Regions from separate parts of the Sus scrofa genome. Here region 2 is linked to region 1. The links are chromatin contacts, called in public HiChIP or PLAC-seq maps. All regions are on one chromosome and are shown on one strand. Each heading gives the region's core, a stretch centred on a gene start, on an enhancer-like site or on the middle of the called end of the contact. The rest is flanking DNA. Distances are from core to core; before and after follow the strand shown.

What was found. HiChIP or PLAC-seq counts read pairs in DNA pulled down with a chosen protein or histone mark.
Region 2: an H3K27ac HiChIP or PLAC-seq map of alveolar macrophages shows a contact between it and region 1. The contact joins the promoter of MORF4L2 here to the promoter of TCEAL4 in region 1. A contact is called at or near these places in 1 of 47 Hi-C or Micro-C datasets (heart right ventricle) and 1 of 2 datasets of contacts at active chromatin or transcription factors (alveolar macrophages).

What each region holds. Positions count from the first base shown.
Region 1 is chrX:84,472,649-84,477,924 of Sscrofa11.1, forward strand. TCEAL4 (transcription elongation factor A protein-like 4) reads left to right here and starts at 2,584. Exons shown (of 3, transcript XM_005657895.3): 1 at 2,584-2,723; 2 at 3,300-3,372; 3 at 3,739-4,732. The coding sequence starts at 3,761. The coding sequence ends at 4,441.
Region 2 is chrX:84,563,377-84,568,652 of Sscrofa11.1, forward strand. It overlaps MORF4L2 (mortality factor 4-like protein 2), which reads right to left and starts at 2,928. Exons shown (of 4, transcript XM_003360402.4): 1 at 2,789-2,928.

The DNA of each region.
Region 1 (5,276 bases), core at 1,334-3,833:
CTAATGTTATATCTAAGAAACCATTGATCAGCCCAAGATCATGAAGAATTACACCTTAATTTTCTTCTGAAAGTTTAATAGTTTTAGCTTTTATATTTAGAACTTGACCTATTTTGAGTTAAATTTTGTATATGATGTGACATGAGGGTCCAAATTCATTTTTTGTCCACCATAATTTGTTTCTTTTCTTTTCTTTCTTTCTTTCTTTCTTTTTTTTTTTTTTTTTTTGTCTTTTGTCCTTTTTTAGGGCCACACCCAGGGCAAATGGAGGTTCCCAGGCTAGGGGTCTAATCAGAGCTACAGCTGCCAGCCTACGCCACAGCAACTTGGGATCTGAGCCACGTCTGTGACCTACACCACAGCTCATGGCAATGACAGATCCTTAACCCGCTGAGCAAGGCCAGGGATCGAACCCACAACCTCATGGTTCCTAGTCGGATTCATTTCTGCTGCGACATGATGGGAACTCCTCTCCACCATAATTTGTTGAAAAGACTCTTCTTCCACTACTAAATTTTCTAGGCACTCTGGTTGAAAATCAATTGTCTGTAAATGTGAGGGTTCATTTCTGTACTATCAATTCTATCCCTTTGGTCTATATGTCCTTATGCTAGTATCACATTGTCTTGATTCCTACAGCTTAATAGTAAGAATTGAAATCAGGAAGTGTAAGGCCTCAAATTTTATCCTTCCTTTTCAAGATTGTTTTGATTATTCTGAGTTCGTTGCATTTCCATATGAATTTTGGGATCAGCTTGTCAATTTCTGCAAGGAAACCATCTGAGATTTTGACAGAGATTCTGTTGAGCCTGCAGATCAGTTTAGGAACTATTGCCCATCTTAACAATATGAAGTCTTCCAATATGAACACAGGCTATTTTTCCATTTCTTTAGGTATTCTTTAATTTCATTCGACAATATTTTATAGTCTTGGACTTTTAAAATAAATTCATTTGTGGAGTTCCCTGTTGTGGCTTAGTGGGTTAAGAACCCAACTAGTGTTTTTGAGGATGAGAGTTCGATCCCTAGCTTTGCTCAGTGGATTAAGGATCCAGCCTTGTTGCAAGCTGCAGCGTAGGTCACAGATCATAGCTGTGGCTTGGATCCAGTGTTGCTGTGTCTGTGGCATAGCCTTCAGCTGCAGCTCCAATTAGATCCCTAGCCTAGGAACTTCCATTTGCCAGAGGTGCGGCCATAAAAAGAAAAAGAAAAAAAAAGATCGTAGCTTTATAAATCATTCTGCTTCATTAAAGTATGAATTCTTCCTTCCAGTATAAATGAAAACCCACACAGATCAGACAAGACAGCTAGCAGGGCACCTAGCACAAAGGTGGTATTTTCTAGAGGGCAATACTACATCCTGAGGTTATCCTTTGTGTCCCACCATCCATAGTAACCTGGGATTATGGATAGCTAATAATTAGTTTTACCACTATTGAGCACTCAACATAAAAGGATTATTTTTCTAACCAAACACCCAAAGATAACAATAAAATGTTTTAAAACATAAGATTATATTTTAGCACCTTATTATCTCCATGGGTAAATGTTAGATGTGGAATTGTTGGACCGAAATATCAAATATTTTTATTTTTAAGCAATTTACAAAGTTGCCCTTCAGATGATGTTCACCAACACAATCAACAAGAGCAGGGAAGAATGCATGTCCCCAATCCCTTAACAAATCTGGTACACGTTTTTATGTAATCAAATCCATCAACGCTGTCCTTATCTGTTCTTCTCTCTGTTACTACATTTTTAAAGGCCTTCCATACAAAAAGCTTATGTAGAAGCAGAGGCTGGTTATTCAGAGCTTGTTATAACAAGGGAGCTAGCCACCATAACTTGTATTTGGCAGAGACTAAAGGCAAGCAGGGGAATGGGAAAGCTTTGGAGTGAAAAGGGGAAGACCAAGTTTTCACTGATTGGACGTCGTTGGCATGGAAAAACTGGAGGCATGTAGCTAGAAGCAGTCTCATTTAATGTGATTGATTTGGGAAGCATATTTAGATTTCTCTAGTTGGCAAAGCAAAAATAAGGAGTCTGGCAGTCATTGATCAAATCCTGAAGATTGCTGTAAAGACTGGGGTTTGGCTTCTGGGGCTGCTTGCTACAGAGGTTGTGGGTCATAATTCTATTGTCATATATGGTCTGCTCATTGTCCGTTATGTATTCAGTCTCTCCCTTGGGGGGAAGAAAAAGAATCGTTCTTTCATTCTGCTTCAAATATAATTTAATTTTTAGATCTAAATATTTAACTCAGAAAATTTGTGCATGTCAGGGAAAAGGGATAATTTCACTTTAACGGGAACGTTTTTCCTAGTTTTTTTCTGAAGTGCAACATTCTACTGTTTGTACCGTCTTTCAATGTAATTTAAGAGGAACGTTTTCAAGACTCCACCCCCGAACCGCCCAACCCATTAAAAAAAAAAAAAAAAGCTCCTGTGGTTTTTATTAAAATTCCTTCCTCGACCATCTTCTCGGGAAGAAGGAAAAGGACAAAAGGGCCAGGAGAGGTTCGGGGGGACCTGCCAGAGGGAGGCGGCGGGCAGCTGGCAGATGCCCGCTGGTGGGCGGGGTGCGGAGGCGGAGCTCAGGTGACGCGACGGTCACGTGACCGCCGGGCGCCGAAGTGGGCACCGGTCCGGGTGCCCGCCCTCCCTCCCTGCGGTCGGACCCGGAGCCGTCTGCGAGCCCCTAATTGTTGCTCCAGGTTTTTTCAGGTCAGTGTGAGAGCTCTCGTCGCTGCCTGCGGGACACCGGGAGAGGAGGAACGAGCAGGGAAAGGAAAAAGATTGGGAATAGGGTCCGGGTCGCGGGGAGCTGGCCCGAGTGTAGATAGAGATGGCGGTGGGAAAACGGCTAAGGGGGATCCAGCGGCCGTTGGGCGGAGGGTGGGGAAGGCAGACACCCCAAGTACTCATTCTCCCTTTTTCCGCACCTCCTCTTCTCTGCCCTCCGTCCATTTTGGAGCGTGAGATCGGGAGTTGGGGGTCGCCCCAGCAGTGAGACAGTGGAAATAACCCCCCTCTGCCACTCCGTCCGTAGAGTAAAAAGTTGACCTCAAGGGTGGAGAGGCGAGTTGCCTCTGGGGTAGAAGGGCGCAGAGATCCAAAATTAGTTTGGAAAACATCCTAGTCTGGCGCCCGAGGCGTGAAAAGAAATGGCGGCTGGGGTGCGGGGGGGCGGAGGAGATGGGGGAGGGAGACGTTGGGCGAGGAGGGCCGGGATTCAGGAAAGGGACCCAAGTCCCTGTGCATCCACCGGACGCCCAGCCGCGGTCTCCTGTCTGTCTGCAGGTCTGTGAGGCTGTTGTTCCCAGCACCGTGCTGGGCTCCATAAAGACGAGGAGCCTGTCCAGAATCCCCGCAGGTCAGTGAAGTAGGGGAGCACTGGACAGCGACCCAGAGGGGTGCAGAGTGCGGAGGGCGCGGCCTGGGCAGAATTGGGGACCCCGCTGTCCACTTCCCAACACATCTTCACACACTCTGCCATGCTGAGCAAACGTTGGGGGAAAATGGCAGGGCCTGCAACAGAAATGATTGGCTCCTGTGTGTGGGAGGAATGGTGGGGTAAAGGGTGGGCAGAAGGCACACTAGGAGGGCTGGGCCAGGTCTGGGGATCCCAGAAAGGAGCGAGAAGCAAATCCTACCATCCCAACCTGCAGTCCACCCCCAGCCCTCAGTCTCCCTTGTCTCCTCTTTGTCTTCTCTTCCCCCTACCCCACCCCCAGGACAGGAGAAAGAGGGGACATCTCAACATGGAAAAACTCTGCAATGAAAATGAAGGAAAGCCTGAGAACCATGGAAAGATGGAAGAGGAAGAAGAGCCACAGGATGCGGGAAAGCCAGGAGTAGCTTGTGCCGTGGCAGACAAGGAAAAGTTAGAAAACAAGGGAAGGACAGATCACAGGGGAAAGCCAGAAGATGAGGAAGTTCTAAAGGATAAGGAAAAGCCAGAGAGTGAGGCAAAGCCCAAAGAAGGAAAGCCAGAGAGCCAGGGAAAGCCAGTGGGCGAGGGCAAACCAAAAGAAGGAAAAGCAGAGAGTGAGGCAAAGCCAGAGAGCCAGGGAAAGCCAGTGAGTGAGGGCAAGCCCAAAGAAGAAAAGCCAGCCAGCGAGCCAAGGGCTGCAGGAAAGCGCCCAGCTGGGGATGATATACCCAGGAAGGCCAAAAGAAAAACCAACAAGGGGCTGGCTCAGTGTCTCAAGGAATACAAGGAGGCCATACACGATATGCATTTGAGCAATGAGGAGATGATAAGAGAATTTGACGAGATGGCCAGAGTGGAGGATGAGGTGAAGAAAACCAGACAGAAACTAGGGGGGTTTATGTGGATGCAAAAAAGTTTACAGGACCCCTTCCACCCCAGGGGCCCAAGGGAACTCAGGGGTGGCTGCAGGGCCCCACAGAGGGGTTTTGAAGACATTCCATTTGTGTAGTGCCCCTGGCAGGCACTTGCAAAGCCTTGTGCTTTATTTAACCTTATCCTAATACTATGCTTTAGGTGTCATTATCATTATCCAATCACAGCCCTCTGTTTCAGTAGCAGATTTTCATCCATTGCATGGAAAAATGTTTATGGTGCATTGTAAAATTAAAAAAAAACCCTAGTTTGCAGAACCATATATATGCTATCAGTCCATTATTGTAAAACTACAAAGATAGTTACCTAGTGATCCATGTACAGAAACAACTCCTAAAGCTGTCTACTAAAAGATTAACAGTGGTTATCTGTGGGTGATTTTTTTCTGTTGTTTTTTATCTATCTGTCCTCTTAAAAAAACACAGATTACTTTTGTCATGAGAATAATGAAATTAAAAAATAGGAAAGCAATACCAAGCAATCAAAAGTACTGTTCAGTGAGCTCATGCAGGCAGTGGAGACACAACATTTCTGTTGTCAGGACATGAAATGATAAGTAAAACTCACATTACTTCTGGGACTCAAAGCTGGAAGAATCAACATGGCAACTATTACAGATCCATTGTCGTAAGGGACAGTCCTGTCATCAGTGAATTGGGGCTAGAACTTGCCTTCCAGGGCTGTGGTGAAGATCCGATGAGACCCTGAGTGTGTGAGCTGTGTTGGGCTGGCTCCTGCCCTCTCTCCTGCACGAGCAGGACCAGAACCCCATCAAATGGCAGAGGGATGTGGGAGGTCTCGTATGTGTCCATAAGTAAGTCCAGACAGCTGAGAGGTGGGGGCCACTCTCCCCTGGGAAATGCCAGGACTTGGGCACCATGCCTCTTTTTGTATGTCCTGTACCTAAGGCC
Region 2 (5,276 bases), core at 1,678-4,177, 91 kb after region 1:
GAAGGTTTTCTTCTCCATCAATGCATTTTTTTCACACACAAAGGACACCAAAGATGACAAATAACGTACAAGTGTTTTTTCCTTTCTTATGGTTACATTTTCAAATTTACCTTATTTCTGATAAACTAATTTACCCTGATTTCTGATAAACTAGTTTGTTTTTGCCTTTAAAAAATTTTAATTAAGGATAATTGCAAATGGATAAAAATGTAGAGGGAATAATATTATAAGCCTATGCGAATCTATCCTCCAGCTTCAACAATTACCAACTGAAGGCCATCTTGTTTTATCTATAACCCCACCCACTGCTCCCCCCCCACTCCGTTTTTTTCAAGCTCAGTGAATAGCTGACTTTCTGTATTTTATTATGGAAAATTTCAAACATATACCAAGAAAGCCAGTATAATTTAAGAAATCATATATGCCCATCACTCAGCTTAAACGATTAACTTAGGGCCAATTTGGTTTCATCTATACCCCTCCCCACGTCCCCCTACCGCTGAGATTATTTTGAAGCAAATCATAGATATCAACATATTTTGAAGCCAATCTCAGACATTTTACTATTTAATCCGTATTTTCATATATATTGCTACAAGCTAAAGACAATTTGAAACCATAACCACAATACCATTTTAACGTCTAAAACATCGTCATCAATTTCCCCCAAAAAATCGAATTTGAATACGACTTCAAAATATCCCGATGCATCTTAAACAGTTTTTTAAAAAAATATAGTTAATGTGTCCGAATCAGGATCCAAACAAGGCCTACTCATCGCATGTGGTTCATCTCCAGCTCGCTCATTCTCCATCTCTCCCCACCCCCATCCCCCCCGCCGCTTTTTTTTTAAACTTTTCAATATGGAAAATTCCAATCCCCGCTATTTTGAGGCAATTCCCAAATAAACTATTCCATCGGTAAAAACTGATACGTCTCTTTTATATCTCGAATTTCTTCTAGGGGAGGAGATGATGGGCAGGAAAAACACTATAATGAACGACTTTACATAATTTATGTTTTCTTTCTCTATTACGCGTTTTTTTCTCTCCATAATAACAGCTAATATCTTCCGGAGTCAGGCTTCATATTAAGTTATTAAGCGTATTATATTATATTACTTTGCATTCGTTAGTTATACGCACTAATATACAGCACACGCCTCTGAGGCACACGTCTCTGAGGTAGATACTATTATTATCACCATTTTACAAACATGGAAACCGAGACACAGAAAGAACGGGAGCCAGCCCAAGCTGGGCGTTGGCGAGTAGGCATTTGAATCTAGCTCTGCCTGATTGTGAAGCCATCAGTTAATCTTGTCTATATACGCAACGATAAGAGGAAATCGGCAACCCTTTCTCCCCACCCCCACCCCGAAACCTGAAACGAGAATCCAGTTCTTTCCAGCAGCCGACGTGTGATCACTGCCGACCCTCCAACCGCCATAGTAAAGCCAGGTTTCTCTGGCAACTGATATCCATAGGCAGACACGTCACCCTGGAGGCGGGCTTACGCCCTCTAGCCAATCACAATCGTCTTGCCTAAGTTTTAGAATGTTCCATAACCAAATGATTGGTGGAAGCCCACCACGTCAGCAATGACACTTAGCCGCAGTAAAGGCGGGTGCTAGCAACCTGCTTCTTCACGGTTAAGACTTGAGGAAAACCAATCACCTTCCTCCTTTAGTGCGGACTGTGGCCAATGACGTTCGCCCTCTTAGGTTCTTAGCCCGCCCCCCAAAAGCGCGACAGCAGTTGGGTCATAAGTCTATAGGGCAGGGTGTTCACGTGGCCTATTTTCACGACCCAGAGTTCCTCTGACCAGAGGTTTTTTCTTTTTTTTTTTTTCTTTCTTTCTTTTTTTTTTTTTTTTTTCCTGCAGGGAGGCATTATGGGTTTTTTTTCCACTGGGAAAGGAAGTGTCTACGTGGCCTGCGGAAACAGGATGGGCGGAAATGAGCTAAAGTTCCCGCGAGTGGGGAAGCGCGAGGTCAAATCTGGGGCCACGCCCCCAACCTCTTGCGCAACTCTTGGAGAAAAAAAAAAAGGCAGAGTGGGGTTTCGGTGTGTATGCTGGTGGCGGGTGGCGGCGTGCTGCGGCCGTGTGGTGTCAGGGCCACGGCGTTTGTGCGCAGGCGAGCCCGCGTGGCCTTGGGGATGGCTTATGCGCGAACGCCAGGCCTCGTGGCGTTGGAGGCGGGTGTGCGCAGGCGTGCGCCCCTAGCGTTGGGGCCGTTGTGTGTCGCCGAGCGGGTGCGTGCGCCTTCGTGTGTGTGTGTGTGTGTGTGTGTGAGTGTGTGTACACGCGCGCGCACGGATGTGTGCGGGGGCGCGCGCTCTGTAAGAATCGTTTTCTACTTTCGTAGGTTTGAATATTGTTCTGATGAAAAGGAAAATCATTAAATAGTTAAGGCAAGGCGACCGTAACTAAGATAAAGGGTCTTTGCTAGGGATATTTCGATCTCTCATCGATTTAATTTTAAACCCTAAAATTACACTTTCTTCCCACGTTTTTTTCCGTGTCAAAATCCTGTATTAAACCCTAGCCCTCCAGTGGTTAAAAGCCGAACCTTCCCGTTCCTATATTAGCAATTCCACGAAACAGTTTCTTTCCTGTTCCCTAATAACCTTCTCCCCACCTCTTACCCGCTCCCTCCCCTCCCCCCTTCCCCAAGTTTTGTACAATTCTCTTGGCACAAACAATTTTCTGCAGAGAATATCTATATACAACAGACTTCCCCTCCACTAGGGACTCCCAATTTCTGTAGGAGTTGAGGCTCTCTTACCTTTCACTCCTGATCTCCAAGCAGTGTGCTCTTCAGGCAAGTACGCGCTCAGTTAATTTTCCAGAAAGTTCTCTGGATGAGGTTTATACCTTTTGCATCTGCCACTAGATGCCGCCAAATTCCATCAAAGGATTGGCTGTTTGGTCCCTGGAATTATGGGATTCCCCCCCCCTTTCTGATTTGCTGAACTCTTCAATCTATAGAAATCACTCATATATATTTCATTGCTGGGGAAAAATCAATTTAATTTCTGTTAATTGCTCTATCAGGAGACTATGGCCCTAGATACAAATGTTTTACCTCATTTCCTTATTAAAAAAAATCACCCCTCCCATTCTTCTTTCTTTCTTGCCTTTTTTTTTTTTTGCCAGGGGTGGGCAGTCAGAACTGATGAAAGACTTGAGGTACTGGTGCTGATGAAGATTGGAAGCGTCTCTGGGGTTAGGATCTTCACTTCAAGTGCTTCCCTCACCCTTACCCACCCCCACCCCAAGTGAAAATATAGATGGCTTGTTTAGTTAGTAAAGACATACATCTTTACTGGACTTGGACCCAATTACTGAAAACTGATTTTCTTTTCCTCTTGAAATTATGATTAGGTATGTGTTTCTACCCTGTTTTCTGTAGTGGTACTGGTAAACCGTATTATGTTTTTGGAGTCAAAGACCTGATTTTAAACCTTACTCCACCATTTACTAGTTCTGAGGCCCTGGGATTTATATGCTGTGCTTTCAGGTTTTTTTTTGCATGCCTTCTGTGTTTTAGGTAGTGTTACCATATTCTTCACACAGATATTCTTTTCTTCTTCACAAAATCCTTATTAGATGGATACTAATCAAAATCAAACAAAAGTTGTACCTCTTTCAGTTATAGATCCTATACATGTGTGCATGCACGCAGGTATGCGCTCATAAATACGCACACATACACCCCCCCCCCCCCCCGGGGAATGGGTGAGGTTTAGAGCAGAGGTTCTCAAAGTGTGTTTCCCAGACTCACCGGTAGCATCATTATCACCTTTTGGGAAGTTGTCAGAAATTTATAGTCTCAGGCCTCACCTCCAACCTAACCAGTCAGAAATTCTAGGAGTAGGGTTTGGCTTTCTGTGTTACGACAGATAACAAACTGTTCTGGTTATTCCAGCGCACACCGAAGTTAAAAAGCACTGCTTTGAAGAGCAGAAATAAAATGCTTATTTTTGTACACTCCACTAGAGGGTGCTGCAGAATGTAAAGCCAAAAAAAAAAAAAAAAAAAAAAAAAAAAGTACATGTTCTATTGAGACACCCTGCATGTTCTCTGTCCCGTTTCACAGATTAAAAATTATTGTGTAGCAGAGTCAATTATTTTCTCAAGTGCATACAGAAGTACAGGAACCAGGATTGAACTTTACCTGCCCCTTGAACTCAAGCCCTTGCCAGTACTCTGTTATTCAGCCAAAACAGCTTGTCTTTCAGGGTCTCAAAATACATTACAGATACCTTGTTTTCTGCTTTGGCTACTGTTGATTAGAGCATCAAGAAGAGGGCAGGGAAATGGAAATATTTAGATGATTTCATACCTTCCCTTATCTCCATTCTATAGATACCACATAAAATCTCATGTGTTTCCTCTCTTGCTTTTATGTTTCCCAAATGCTCTCTCTACCCTGCAGTTGTCTTTTTTTAGTTTATTTATAAACCTCTTCCATGTGCAGAGAAGGAAAAAGGATAGTGAGAAAACAGTTATTGAAAGCCACAGTTCCTTAATAGCTCTAAGCCATTAATCCCAACAATGAGCCTATAAATTAGGTGATAATTATTTTATAGATGCTGAAAGTGAGTTCTAGAGTCTATAATTATTTCTCTTTGGTTATATAACTTGTAAGTAGTGGAGCCTAGGTAATTCCTAGTGTACCTGACATTACTACTCTGCTAAACCTTCAATTGCTTGGTTTTGAATCTGGTTTAGTTATTTACATATATGTGACTTTCAGCAAGTTCTTTAATTTTTCTGAGCCTCAGTTTCACCATATATTAAGTGGGAACAAATATTCCTGCATCATAATCTTAGAGCTGCAGTATCCAATACAGCAGCCACTAGACACATTTGAATTCATTAAATTTAAGTAAAATTAAAAATCTAGTTCCTCAGTAGTACCATATTTTAAGGGCTCAGTAGCTACTTTTGGCTAGTGTTAGTGCCAAATCAGATACCGAGAGATACAAAACGTTCCCATCACAGACGATGTTATGGGACAGTGCTGATTTAGCACATATAAAGTATGTAAAAGGCTTAACATGGTATGTATTTCACGGCAGGTGCCCAGGAAAAGTCATTTCCTCTGCTTTTTCAGCACCAGAGCTAGGCATGGTCTATTTTACTCGAGAGAGGAGTCATTTACCCAATGTACTATATAAGAAGGGATGTATCTGACATTGTCATTCAGTCTGACTCTTGCTCCAATTTTCTGTCTGGTAGACCTGAACTTATGCTCTGCTGAGTGAGGT